Regions from separate parts of the Sus scrofa genome. Here region 1 is linked to region 2. A link is a contact called in public HiChIP or PLAC-seq data. All regions are on one chromosome and are shown on one strand. Each heading gives the region's core, a stretch centred on a gene start, on an enhancer-like site or on the middle of the called end of the contact. The rest is flanking DNA. Distances are from core to core; before and after follow the strand shown.

Evidence for each region. HiChIP or PLAC-seq counts read pairs in DNA pulled down with a chosen protein or histone mark.
Region 1: a contact with region 2 is called in an H3K27ac HiChIP or PLAC-seq map of alveolar macrophages. The contact joins two enhancer-like sites. A contact is called at or near these places in 1 of 47 Hi-C or Micro-C datasets (embryonic fibroblasts) and 1 of 2 datasets of contacts at active chromatin or transcription factors (alveolar macrophages).

The regions. Positions count from the first base shown.
Region 1 is chr10:47,896,514-47,903,769 of Sscrofa11.1, reverse strand. The region is part of intron 5 of FRMD4A (FERM domain-containing protein 4A); the gene reads right to left. Among named protein-coding and RNA genes, the nearest start is that of PRPF18, 220 kb to the left of the region's middle. Within about 2 kb of position 5,974, at least 4 of the 83 cell types and tissues checked have an H3K27ac peak or open chromatin away from gene starts, as enhancers often do. A contact at or near this core is called in alveolar macrophages, where this site is marked.
Region 2 is chr10:47,403,161-47,410,543 of Sscrofa11.1, reverse strand. The region is part of intron 2 of FRMD4A (FERM domain-containing protein 4A); the gene reads right to left. Among named protein-coding and RNA genes, the nearest start is that of FRMD4A, 22 kb to the right of the region's middle. Within about 2 kb of position 5,968, at least 1 of the 83 cell types and tissues checked has an H3K27ac peak or open chromatin away from gene starts, as enhancers often do. A contact at or near this core is called in alveolar macrophages, where this site is marked.

The DNA of each region.
Region 1 (7,256 bases), core at 4,725-7,224, 490 kb before region 2:
AACCTCCATATGCCACAGAAGTGGCCCTAAAAATGGCAAAAAGACCAAAAAAAAAAAAAAAAAAAAAAAAAAAGAAAGAAAGAAGGCAAGAAGGAAGGCAGAAAGAAGGGGGGGGGAGAGAAAGGGAGGCCAAGGAGGTGGTGGGGCTGGACAAAGGCTCAGGACGGGGCTCTGGGCAGGTCATTGGAAAGCCAGTTCAGCTGGGGACATGCAGGTGTGGCTCTGGGCCAATGTCCAAGCTGTTGCTTCCACCCCCTAAATCATCCTGCAGCCCCAAGTCACTATTGATCCATTTATTTATTTATTTATTTATTTATAATAGTTATTTCCCCAATACAATTTTTTTTCTACTGTACAGCATGGTGACCCAGTTACACATACATGTACACATTCTATTTTCGCACATTATCATGCTCCATCATAAGTGGCTAGACATAGTTCCCAGTGCTACACAGCAGGGTCTCATTGCTAATCCATTCCCAAGGCAATCGTCTGCATCACTACTGATCCCTTTAGCCTTTTGCTCACGGTCGCCACATGTTTTCACTGACTCCGCTGATGGTCCCCACAGGAGACCTCTTCTCCTGGGCTCCGGTGACGTCCTCTGCTTATGGCAGGGCCTTGCGGCCCCAGGATTTCCTGTTCCCCTGAGATGTCTTCTTACTAGGCTGCGACTCCCTGAGGGCTGGGACCAAATCTCATTCATTGTGGTGTCCCCAGCCCTAATCCAGGCAGCAACTTGAACTTGTGACGTTTCTCTGAAGGAAAAGACTCTGCTTTTCAACGGTTTGCCTCTCACCACCACCACTGGTGAGAGTTTTTGTTGTTGCTGTTGTGGTTTTGGCCACATCTGCAGCATGGGGAAGTTCCCCTGCCAGGGATCGAACCCACACCACAGCAGTGACAATGCTGACTCCTTAACAGCTAGGCCACCAGGAAACTCCTATTTTAATTCTTGAGAATTAAGGAGCAAAGACATTCTGTCCCCCACCTCCTACTAAGCGTGTTAAGAAAAAAAAAATACATACTTCCCTGTCTAACTCTTTAATAATGGAAAACTGAAACGAGATGGCCAATTCTGCCTTCTGAGACAGTATTTGTTCTCCAGCTGCACAAGAGACAGGAAGGTGGAGGAAATAACAAGTGTATTCTGAGAGGGAGGAAAAAAAAATCACCTTCTTTTGACAGAAACTCCAGTTTCCTGCTGACCTTTATCACCAAGCGTCAGTCTGGGAAACCCTGTGAGTTCCAGGCCCGTCACATTGTTCTGAAACCCTGGATATTTAACTCATCCCGAACTTTCTCTTCTGTGCTGGGGAGCTGGGAAGTCAAAAGTGACCAGAAGGGGAAAAACAGACCTCAGACATCTCAATCCTAGCACACACGAGGGGAGAAAGATTTTCTGGGGAAGTGGGAAAGGTCAACAGGTGGAGTTCCAAGTCCAGACACCAGCTCTGTCCCTTTGGATCGTTTGCAGGGAGCCTTGTCAAAGGTCCCGCTTTTGGGCAGTAGGTGGCGATGTTGCACTGGCTTGACTATCAGTGAGGAGGGCTTCTCTCCACAGACCCGGTGCACAAAGAAATTCCCGGGGCTCTGGGTCGACCTAAGGAGATGAATGATGTCTCAGAGGTTCAGAGGCTCTGCGGGGACAGCTCCGAGCCTGGTTCTGTATTAACCGTGGGTTTTGGATGCTCTGACATCTGGGACCGTGCTGACTTTCAATGGACGGCCCCTCCTGGGCTTAATCAGTTCCTGGAGATGATAAAGGACTCACCTACGCGCATACCTTTTGCCCAGGGACCGGCCCATCCAGAGCCCACATGCCCGTCCTCGCCACCTCTGTGGGGATTTCAAACTCCAGGCCACCATCCACCTGCCTTAAGCATCCCTGGGCCAGGAACTGGATGACTTAGGGCGGCCCCCATGTCCCAAAGCCCACATAAACTATTCAAACCAGCCAGCCCTAGGCCTGTTTATCCTGCCTCACTCAGTCTTTCCTGAAAAAAGCACAATAAAACCTCTTGCCTGCAGTCCCTGACTCCCTCTGCCTCCTGGCAGAGGCTGTGCTTCTTTCACGTGGCCCTGCCTGGCATGGGGTATTCTCCCTCATGGAAACTGAGTAGCGATCTTTCTTCCCCCCCCCCCCCCCCGCCCACCGTCTTTTTTAAGGCCGCACCTGCTGCATACAGAAGTTCCCAGAATAGGGGTCGAATCAGAGCTATAGCTGCCGGCCTATGCCACAGCCACAGCGATGCCAGATCCTAGCCGCATCTGTGACCTACACCACAGCTCGTGGCAATTCCAGATCCTTAACCCACCAAGCGGTTAAGGTTGGGTTCGTTTCCACTGCACCACAATGGGAACTCCCCATCTCTCTTTTCTTTTTTTCTTTCTTTTTTTTTTTTTTTTGTCTTTTTTTGCTATTTCTTTGGGCCGCTCCCTCGGCATATGGAGGTCCTCGGCATATGCAGGTTCCCAGGCTAGGGGTCGAATCGGAGCTGTAGCCACCAGCCTACGCCAGAGCCACAGCAACGCAGGATCCGAGCCGCGTCTGCAACCTACACCACAGCTCACGGCAACGCCGGATCCTTAACCCACTGAGCAAGGGCAGGGACCGAACCCGCAACCTCATGGTTCCTAGTCAGATTCGTTAACCACTGCGCCACGACGGGAACTCCTCCATCTCTCTTTTCAATGGCAGTAATATCCCCATCTGTTGGTCTCAAGTACCTGAATAATAATAAAACCTACATTTCAAAACAGGTTTTTCTGGGTTTTCCAGGACAAGACATTTAGCAGGACTAACTCTTAGGGCTTCTTTTGGTATGAAAGGAAACGGTGCCCTGGACCAAGGGCAAACCCACCTGGCTACACAGAGTCCCTTAAGCAACAAGGCAAATTCCACACCCAACCTGGCCCAGAGGATAATCATCTGGGGATATTTTATCAGACAGTCTGGAGCAGGAATACGTAGGTGCTATGCAACTGCGTGTTTGAGCAGATTAAACACAGAGGCCCTGAGGCCGGGGGAGTCCCGCCCCCTCAAACGTGTAGAAGCCTTGGGTGGTGGCAGAGGGAACACCGTCCAGCCCAGGTGACATCAGCGAGGCTTCCTCCGCTGCCCCCCTCGCTCCTCCTCTTCCCTCTCGCATCCACCCCTTGGCACTTGGGAATCACTGACTATTTACAGCAAGTGTTAATTAAATGGCCCAGTGATTTCATCCTGTAATGAACACAAATGTCACATTTGGAAGGCTGGCTTCGGGTAGCAGAAAGAGGCGATCATAATGAGAAGGATAATGAATAGCACTGTGAGTTTCAGCGGCCAAACAGCTCTGAGAATTTCAGGAGTTGATGAAGATCCTAACTGGGACACCCAGCTGAGATCCAGCAAGTTCTGGTGGCGGGCACCTGAGTTTGGATCCATGCCGTCACCGTTACCACGAGTGACAGGAAACAGCAACAGCTGTCTGAATCCGCCAGGAAAGACACCAACCGTCAGGTCATGAACTCAGCTGTGAAATTCCCTCTCCCACATTAAAGCTTCCTGGCATCTCCTCTCTTTTTTCCCCCCCTGTAGCTCACCTTATTGTTTGTGAAACTCTAAGTTTTGAAGAGACACAGCTAATCCTTATTTATTTTCTTGCGAACAGTGCAAATGACCAGAGCTCCAAAGACACTTATCTGGAGAATCCACAATGAAAAGGACAGTCCAGCCATGGAGGAATCATTCCTTGGGGGCACGTGTGCGGCATATGGAGGTTCCCAGGCTAGGGGTCGAATGGGAGCTACAGCTGCAGGCCTACGCCAGAGCCACAGCAAGGCAGGATTTGAGCCGCATCTGCGACCTATACCACAGCTAAAGGCAACACTGGATCCTTAACCCACTGAGCGGGGCCAGGGATCGAACCCACATCCTCATGGATCCTAGTCAGGTTCATTACCTCTAAGCCACAACGGGAACTTCTTGACCTATTTCTAGCTTGCCTGGTGGACGCTATCAGAGGGTCACTGTTCTCAATTTCCAGAGCTCACCTCATGGCCCTAAACAATGGTCTCGTCCTTGAATGTGACCTTGGTGGTACACTGACCACTGGGCTGCTTGTAAAGGATGTGCGTCGGGGTCAGGGAGTGGGGAAAGATGAGGCTGGACAGGCATGCACAAATCAGGTCACCCAGGACATGCCAAGGGGACCCTTAGCATGATCCTGGGAAGCCAGGAAGATCACGAGTAAGGGATCCGATGAGAATTCTAGAAAAGTGCTCAGTGGCAACACACAGGAGAGAGTGGAAGTGGCCAAGACCAGAAGCAGAGATGAACAAGGAGCTTTCAAGACCAGGAGAGGCTTATGAAGGTCTTAATTACAGCCAGGGGCGTGTGCATGGAGGGTAAGGGATGGAGCTATTTGAGATGCAGAGAGGAGTTCCCTGGTGGTCTAGGGGACAATCCTTGGTCTGGGAACTGAGATTCCACATAAAACTACTGCATGCTGGGAGTTCCCGTCATGGCGCAGTGGTTAACGAATCCGACTAGGAACCATGAGGTTGCGGGTTCAGTCCCTGCCCTTGCTCAGTGGGTTAACGATCCAGCGTTGCCGTGAGCTGTGGTGTAGGTCGCGGACACCGCTCGGATCCCGCGTTGCTGTGGCTGTGGTGTAGGCCAGTGGCTACAGCTCCGATTCGACCCCTAGCCTGGGAACTTCCATATGCCGCGGCAGCGGCCCAAGAAATAGCAAAAAAGACAAAAAAATAAAAAATAAAAAAAACCTACTGCATGCTGTGTCAAAAAAAAAAAAAAAAAGAGAGAGAGAGAGAGATGCAAAAATAAGAAGAATTAGTGAGTAAGAGGAAAGAGAAGGGAGCAGGTGGGAGAGAGCAGATAATGTCAAGGCTGACTTTCAAGTTGCTGGCTTGGTGGGGACTGGATGGGTGGTGTGCCCATGGCAGAGATAAGGTGGTGTCAGGGCAAAAACAGCCCAAGTTTGGGGGCAGAAAGATAATGACCCTGTTTGATTCAGACAGGGGAGGGCAGAGAAGGGCCTGTGGAATTTGGGGTCTAGGGACCTCCAGTGACCACAGGCATGACAGGACCAGAGGATGGACCCTGGCAGAGCAGAGGGGTCAGTGGGGTGCGGGAAAGGTGGCAGCAAGCCCATCCTTCTGACCCTCTGCTGTGAACAGAGCAGGGGTGGTGGCTGCAGGAGGAAAAAGACAGGCAGGGTATTTTCTTCTGTGTGGGTGGGAGCCCTGTGGACACGGAGGGGAGGGGTGGATGGAGCAGCAGCAGCTTAAGATAGAGAAAAAGAAAGAGGGGGTGGGAGGGGCTGGAACTGGAGTACACGTGGTCCCACTAGCCTCAGATGCTGGGCTAAGGGTCACTCTTCCTCTGAGATGTGAGGGGGGTGTGTGTGAGAGAGAGAGGAAGAGAGAGACAGAGGGAGAGAAGGAGAGAAAGAGGGAGGGGGGAGTCTTGGAAGTCAGGGAAGAATGGGGTTCATCTGTTCTCTGCCTTACTCTTAGCTCCTCAGTTTCTGCAACATAGCGAGATTACGAATATTCATAAATCGATAACCTATCCATTGATAATGGTGAGTGCGTAGCATGGAGTTCGCAAGTGAGAGAGCTGTTGACACCTCACAGTTGAAATGAGAGTGGCTTCTGGCTCTTAAGGTCCAGGAGTGACGAAGCTCAGATTGACAAAAAGGGGCCAGTGGGACCTTGGAGGTTTCTATGTAGAAGAGGAGGGAGCGGAGCTCAGGGCAGAACGCCTCCCCTCTGAAGGTCACTGTTGTCAAGAGATGGCAAGGCTTTCTCAAGAGATGACGAGGCTTTCTCAATAAATAGCACATATCTCAGCTTCTGGAAACTCCCGCTTTCCCATTTAAAATGCCCCTTTCCTCTACCAAGGTGGTTTCCAATGGGGCCACCATGCTTTGTGACTACAGCTTTCTTGGCCCCTGCAGGGGGCGCTCTGTCCATGGTGCTGAGTTGAGTCGCTCCAGCACAGCAAGGTCAGGCCTTGAAAGGGCTGCTCTTCATTGCACCTCTCACCCAGGGCCAGGTGCACCTGCATTTGCACAGGCTGCATCTGCAGATGGGTTCCAGTGCTGCAGACCTGGCCGGCCAGCATGGAGCACAAGATGGACCAAGGTCGGCAACCTCCGCTCCTGGCCCTGCTTGCACAGGGAGCAACAGCAGGCTCTCTGATAAGCAAGCATGGTGTCACTTTTCACTCATGAGGTGGAAGCCGCGTGACATAGGGGGAAGGGTCCCAGGTTTGGAGTCAGATCTGGATGAACAGATACAATAACTTGGAGTTCTAGCTGTGTGCAGTGGGTTACGAATCCGACTGCAGTGGCTCGGGTCCCTGCGGAGGTAGGGGTCAATCCCTGGCCTGGTGCAGTGGGTTAAAGGATCTGGCATTGCTGCACCTGCAGCTCAGATTCAATCCCTGGACCAAGAACTTCCATACACCAAGGGTACAGCCATTTAAAAAAAAAAAAAAGATGCAATAATTTACTAGCCATAAAGGGGGGGGGATTTATATGATCGTCTTGGGTTCCCCATCTCTTTATCTTCATTAGGAAAAATAATACCTCTTCAAGAATGGTTGTGAAAGTACTTCACCTATAATGGACAGCTCCCTTCTCTCTGCCCTTTTTCCTTTTTAGGTAATTAGAAAGTCCCTGATGCCATTATGACCATTCCCGCTCATCTGACTGAGGAACACTAAAGGAATTAAGTCCCTGGGGGGCTAAATAAGGGGTCAGTGAAGGGGGGTTCTTAGCCCTCCACCCTGCCCTCCTGAGACTCTCCTGCAGCTTGACGCCAGCTCCCCACCCTCCAAGGAGGAAATGCTTCCTTCCTGCTTTAGAAGATGAAGCAGAATTGCTGAATTCCAATTCATGTTATTTTTTTTTTTTTGGTCGTTTTGTTTTTTTAGGCCACACCCATGGCATATGGAGGTTCCCAGGCTAGGGGTCCAATCGGAGCTGGAGCCACCATCCTATGCCAGAGCCACAGCAACTCGTGATCTGAGCCACATCTGTGACATACACCACAGCTCACAGCAACTCCGGATCCCTGACCCACCGAGCGAGGCCAGGGATCAAACCCGTGTCCTCATGGATGCTAGTCAGGTTTGCTAACTGCTGAGCCACGATGGGTCTTATAGTTTCTCATCAGTTGAAAGGAGGCCGTAATTCTGACGTCACTCTCAGATGTTCTGAATATGCATTACAGCAAAAGAATATATA
Region 2 (7,383 bases), core at 4,719-7,218:
TAAACATTTAGCTGCAGTTAAATGCAGTCATTTTTGAAGAGCATCTCAAAGCCTATTGATGGACAAATTGTACTATTGATTGGTACCAACTGTAAACTTGAAGTTTCTCATCCAAATCCTTTTAATTGGTCTTGAGTGACATTTTTTAAAATGACTTTGGGAAGGGAAGAGAGAGAAACGTGCCAAGGATAACTCACACAAAGAAAATTTACACACCGTCTTTGTTTCCTTTTCTCTGGCATAGATACTGACTACCAATTTATTTATTTATTTTTTCCTTGAGGAAAGAAGTGAGAATGTGAACAGCAGTCTGAATTTTTCTTGTTCTGTTACCATAATTAGGAAAGTCAGATAAAATTATGCTGGAGCAGATTGAGGGGGAAATATAGTTTGGCTTTCATATGAAATAGCTACCTCTTTTCATAAATTCAAAGGTTTTTTGCTCCTTGCAAATATCTTTCATCTCTGAGTAGTTACTGTACCTCCTTCAGGTCTATTTTCAGGTTGAAAGACAAGTGCATTCTTTGAAAAGGTTCAAGCACTGATGGGAAGTGTATTCATGACCGTCACCGCCATCTTTAGGAAATACAGCCCTGATGTACAAGTGTTCCCAGGGGAGATGGGCAAAAGACCACCACCCCATAATTACACGGTACTGACAAAATCAGGTTGGGAGTGAAGAAACCAGACAGGAGTTCCCGTCGTGGTGCAGCGGAAACGAATCCGACTAGGAACCATGAGGTTGCGGGCTTGATCCTTGGCCTCACTCAGTGGGTTAAGGATCCGGTGTTGCAGTGAGCTGTGGTGTAGGTTGCAGATGCGGCTCCGATCTGGCATTGCTTTGGCTGTGGTGTAGGCTGGCAGCAACAGCTCTGATTAGACTCCTAGCCTTGGAACCTCCTTATGCCTCGGATGTGGCCCTAAAAAGACAAAAGACAAGAAAGAAAGAAGGAAAGAAAGAAGGAAAGAAACCAGACAAATTGTCTTCACAGCAACTGAAAATTCAAAACCTATCAAATCAGCATTAGATTAACAAGACATCGTCTGTATGATGTCACAGCTAATATTGGGAAGAACTGTGAAAATCCATTCTTCAGACGCCCACTTTTTTTTTAACGTATCTGGGAAACTATTCAATGGTTCAGTAGTATTTCCTCTTTGACATTTTCCTTTCTTTTCATCCCCTTCTTCCTTGGGTGAGGGCAGGGGAGTGCTTTATGCAAGCCTATATTGAAACCACAGTCAGTTCACAGATCAACACTTAGGGTACAGAAGCATCTGGAACAGTTTTTAAAAATCACACATTTGTGGAGCCAGAGACTCAGAGGTTACGGCCCTGGAACTTGAATTTTAAGCAAACCATGGGTGTTTCTTAGGTTATCTCAAGTTCTGAGAACCTCCAAGATGGTCCACTGTTGCTAGGGATTCGCTGATGGGCATCTGAAATTCCAGCCACTTGTTTTTTTTTTGTTGTTGTTGTTGTTTTTGTTATTATTGTTGTTATTTCTTGGGCCGCTCCCGCGGCATATGAAGGTTCCCAGGCTAGGGGTTGAATCGGAGCTCTAGCCACCGGCCTACGCCAGAGCCACAGCAACGCGGGATCCGAGCCGCGTCTGCAACCTACACCACAGCTCATGGCAATGCTGGATCGTTAACCCACTGAGCAAGGGCAGGGACCGAACCCGCAACCTCATGGTTCCTAGTCGGATTCGTTAACCACTGCGCCACGATGGAACTCCTTAGCCACTTGTCTTGTTCCTGACTCCCTGTCCAACAGAGGAGATGCCTTTCACCATTCAGGTGACTTATGTTTTTCAGAACTTCTGTCTTCCAGAACTTTTGTCACCATTCCCAATTGATCCCCTCCCCAGGAACACCTCCCCCACTCCTCCCCGCTCATGAATCTAAGGTGGATCCTTGCTTATTACCTCCTTCAGAACAAACTCCTCAGCCTAGACCTCAACGCCTGAAAGAAGATCCCTTTCTGGCCTGATTTCCTAACCCTCCATCACTCGCTCCTCTACTCCATGCACTCACCCCCCAGAACAACTGGTTACTCTTCCCGTGCACCAGTGTCTCACATGCCTCCCTTCACTCTTGCTCATCTCTGCTGGACATCTGCTCTCCCAGACCCTCTTCTTCAACTGCACAAGCTGAACTGCAGTGTGTCCCCAAGGCCTACCACCTTAGTCATCACCCTGTCCCCCGGCCAACTGGGATCTTTTCTTCCTTGAATCTCCACAGCACTTTGCTGATATCTCTGCTGGGCTCTTGCCTTCTCTGGCCTTGTTTCTCTGTGCACTCAGCTTGCCTTCATGCTCTCTTAATCAGCTTTGGACTGCCCTCTAGCACCTAGCAAGGGGTTTGCACATGGCAGACAAGTAGGTGATACTTACTGGACTTATGAATAGACTCACCCCTCACCTGCATGTGGTACCCAGGTCTGTGGCTTCTGGCTTTGATTTTCCTCTGAGTTCCATTCACCCTGTCCATCCCTCATCAGGGCACCACCATGCGGGCCTTTTGTAGCGATATGCCTGGAAGACTCCCCAGCCCCCCACACCCATTGCCCCAGCTTCTCTCTCTTTTTCCCACTACCACGCCCAGTTTTTAGTCTTTCCTTGAGTATCTATTCAGGTCCTAGAAAACAGCTGCCTCATTCTCTAAAGGCTGGACTAACTCAGATACTTTCACAAGGCATTGGAACAAAGAAGGATGGCATTTTACATGTGGGGCACTAAGAAGGGCCCATTTCAAATTCAAGAGGCTGAATGTGAGTGTCCAGACTGCAAGCCGTTTCAGCTCTAGGGGACCGCTCTGCACACACGACACATCTTCCTCCCAAATGCCCCTTCTGGTAGATCACACTCAGGTTCTATTATTTCCTACATATTCCTACCCATGCAGGAAAAAGAACAGCCTTTTGTTACATGGCCCCACCTAATAAACCAAACCCAGGCCTCATTCAGTCCCATTTGGTCATGGCAACCACACCCTGCTCCCCATTTCTTTGCAGACATCTTTCCCATGCCCCTTCCCACCCCACAAAAGCAAACCAACACCCATGGGTCTCAGAGCATCCCTGATGGCTCCCATGCAAAGCAACCTCTTCCTTCTTTGCATTGCCAAGTATGCTACACAGCATAGCATTTAGATACTGCTTTGTATTTGGCCTTTAATCATTTAAATTTTTTATGTTGATTTCTCAACCCAGACTGTAAGATCACTGAAGGTAGGGGCCTTATAACTCTTCTTGGATGGTATGCCTCAGTGTTTAAACACATACTGGGACTCAATGTATGTTAATGTATTAAACACCAATCCTAGATATGTGTCTACTAAAATGTGTGAGATAGTTTCATTATGCTTTCTGTTAAAATTAATTTGATATGTAAAAAACGCAATAAACCATTTTCTCAGTGAAAGTAAAAGAAGAGAAGGGAGCAATCTGAAGAAGAAATGAAATCTGGGTATAATACTTGGGATATAAAATTAAAAGGCCATCTGCCTTTGAGATGGAACAGATGTGTAATTGATATTCACTGCTCATTTGCCACTTGAATTTTGCAGACATTTAATGTGGTAATTGTTTACACAGTAAGATTCTAAATGCCCTTTGGAGAATAGCTCACTTTTCCTATAGTCCCTGTATTCTGTACCAGCAGATAGGAATGGGCTCTTAAATACCTAGAGATTTGAAAGTGTAATTTTTTTTTTTTTTTGTATTTTTAGAGCCATACCCATGGCATATGGAAGTTCCCAGGCTAGGGGTCAAATTGGAGCTGCAGTTGCTGGCCTACACCACAGCCACAGCAATGTGGGATCCGAGCTGCATCTGCAACCTACACCACAGTTCATGGCAACGCTGGATCCTTAACCCACTGAGTGAGGCCAGGGATCAAACCCGCATCCTCATGGATACTACTGTCACGTTCTTAACCCACTGAGCCACAATGGGAATTCCTGAAAGTGTAATTTTTCAAAACAAATTTGTATGGTGCCTTTTTGAAGATAGTAAGATGATAGTATCTATAAAAATTTTAATGGATAAACAATGAGATTCTGCTGTATAGCCCAAGGAACTCTATCTGATCACTTGTGATGGAACATGATGGAGGATAATGTGAAAAAAAAATGTATATACATGTGTAATTGGGTTACTTTGCTGTACAGCAGAAATTGACAGAACATTGTAAATCAACTATAATAATTTTTTTTTTAATTTAAATGAAATATCCTTAATTCAGAAATCTCCATCTAGGAATTTATCCTACAGTATACTCAATCCATCTGCACAAAGATAGATGGACATGAATCATCACAGGATTGTAATTATAGTATATTAAAAATAGCCTAGTGCCCACTGACAATGGATTGATTAAATGCATTATAAATCATTCATTCAATATAATAGTATTTGCCCTTTAAAAAGAAATGAAGTTGCATTGTAGGGATTTACAAGAAAAGATGTTGTATATTTGTAGACAGTTTCTGGAAGGATACACAATCACCTAAAAGATATATGAACTAGGGTAGAAGGCAGACAAATCTATATCTAGATCTAGATTTATTTCTCCAAAGGGTTAAAAATATATATAACAGATACATGTAGCATGTAAAGATATTTGTATTATTTAAAGGTAACCAAAAAAACTTTAATTTGAAAAAAATGGTATTATTAGTCAAAAGAATTTGGATCCGAGATTTAAATGGCTAAACATCTACCAAGAGTTTCAAAAAGCACATTGCCTATTTGTCTACATAATCATATTTAAAATTAAAATATTTATTCAAAAGACAATCTTCCTTCCTCCCTTCCCTGCTTTGGATTCTATTTTGTAACTGTCACTTCTCAAATTTGGATGGTGGCCTGAATAGTGTTTCAGAGGCTATCATCAGCAGTGACAACAGAGATGACATAGGTTTAGCTTTTGTACTAATAGTCATTGTCAAAGAATGATGGTTCTACTTTAAACATTTAGATATTCCCCTAAAAACCTCATGTACCAAATAAAACACTTAACTAGTCTGTTCTATTTACAAACCCATCTATGTCCATGCTTATCTTTGGCAGATCCTTTTGGTTCCCCACACAATACAATAGTTATTAACCTGAATCTTCATCCCTAATGGGGGATGCCCTAAAAAAGCCAATGATTCTCTTTCCCAGCCTCCCTTTCAGCTGGAGAAGTCTCGCATATTTGTTTGAGATTCTTTGTTGCAGAAAAGAATATCCACTCTAATTAGTGGAAGAAGAAAGGGAATTATTACAGGGTATTAAGTAGTTTAGGAATATATGGGAAAACTAGATGCCCAAGGTCATTCAGCACAGAGCCAAGATTAATGCCAAAGCAAACCTCCAGACCTCGTAGTATCACTTAGCCACCAGAGACTGGGTACTGGCACCTCCACAATAGCTAGTCTCAAAGAACCTAACATTCTGCCACTTTCTTTGCAAGAAAATCCGATGTGCAACTGCCACTTCTACTCATTCACTTCACTCCTCCAAATGTGGTGCCAGAGAGCTTGCTTGGGTAAACCAGATCACATGCAGAACCCCAGCTGCAAGGGAGATTGGGAAATGCATGTTTTAGATCCCCAGTCTATAGTTAAGGAGGGTTTGTTGGAGCAATCCGCAGCATGTCACCTAAGTGACTCTGCTCTGACCAAGGAAAATAAGAGGAAGTATTCTGGGGAGATTTGGGGAGAGGTTTTCTTCCTTGATAGAAATAAAGAAACATGAGGAGAGCTTTCCTTACTGTTCTTCCTGTTTTTGCTTTTGGGTACAGGAGTAAGGGACATGATGGCTGGAGCTGCAGCAGCCATCTTGGAACTGTGTAGACATTTTCAACATTCCCCCAAACCCCTCTTACTTCTAATCTTTCAGTCTCTCTAAGCCTCTCTTCTAGAGTCTGTAGCAATGGTCATGATTTCCCCATCTCTGAAGTACTTCCCTCATTTTCCCCTACTCCTCATGCTACCATTTATTCTCATTTCCTATATCTTCTCTGTTTACTTACTCACCTTCCATTCCCTTTTCATTCACTTGCAAGCTGACTTCTGATTTTATCACATTTATGAAGCATCTTAAAATGAGGTCACCACTGCCATCCTGACTGACAAATCTGAAAAGCATTTTTCAGTTTTTATTTTCCTTAATCTCTCTGCTGCACTTGACAGGTTTTTTTGGTTTTTGTTTGTTTGTTTTTGCCATACCTGTGGCATGAGGAAATTCCTGGGCCAGGGATTTCAGGAATTGAACCCTAGCTACAGCAGTGACAACGCCAGACTTAATCCACTGCACCACAAGAGAACTCCTGCCTTTGATAGTCTTGATCCTCACTCCTCAGCCTTTCTGGAAACTTTCTACTCTCTTGTCATCCAACACAGTACACTCCCCTGGATTTCCTTCTACCTCCCTGACTTTCTTTCTTTGCGTCCTCCACTCTCTAGCCTCTCAGTGCCTCACCTGTGGCTCACGGCTCCATCCAGTCTACATTCCCCAAGCAGTTTCATTCTGTTGGGTTGGTCTAACCATTCCCTGAATACTGACAACTCTGCATATGCATGTCCAGTTTGGAAATCTTCCCCAACTTCACACACATGTCTAACCACAGTGAAACACCTCCCCTAGCATGTTTCAATGGCTCCTGAACTGAACCTGTCCAAACATGAAGATATCATTAGTCCTTTAAAACCTGTTCTTCCCTGTGATCTCCACCTGCCTCCTTACCCAACATACAGACCTGAGGTCATCCTTGACCCTTTCCTCTGTCTCACACAGCTTGTCAAAAGATAAGCAACTGCTGATTTCACCTCATCATTTCTGTTTCATGTTCCTATAGCAGTTTTCTACACATTGTTGCAGGGTGGTCTATATAAATGCAGATAGGATTATTTCCTTTTCTTGCCTAAAATTTCCCAAGTGTCTTCCATTCTCTGTAAGAGATGACCAAGCTCCTCAGCAGAGTATGGCCTTTCCTTACCTCTCTAGCCTCATCCTCAGCCTCTCCTGCCTTGGGCTTTTGTGCCAGTGATGCTCAACTCCTTGAATTCTCTGAAATGCAGCATGCAACAATATGAGTCTTTACTTTTTCCAATTTTTAAACTCTGCCTGAAACTCTTCCTCTACTTCATATCAAGTTCTACCTCTTCCTAGATGTCTTTACTCAGTCAACACATGTTTACTGAGTCCTTACTATGTGCCAGGCACTGAGCTAAGAGCTAAAGAATCAACAGTGAGAGAGTTCCTGTCATGGCTCAGTGGAAAAAAATCCAACTAGTATCCATGAGGATGTGGGTTCGATCCCTGGCCTGCTCAATGGATTAATGATCCAGCATTGGAGCTGTGGTGTAGGTTATAGACGTGGCTTGGATCCTGCA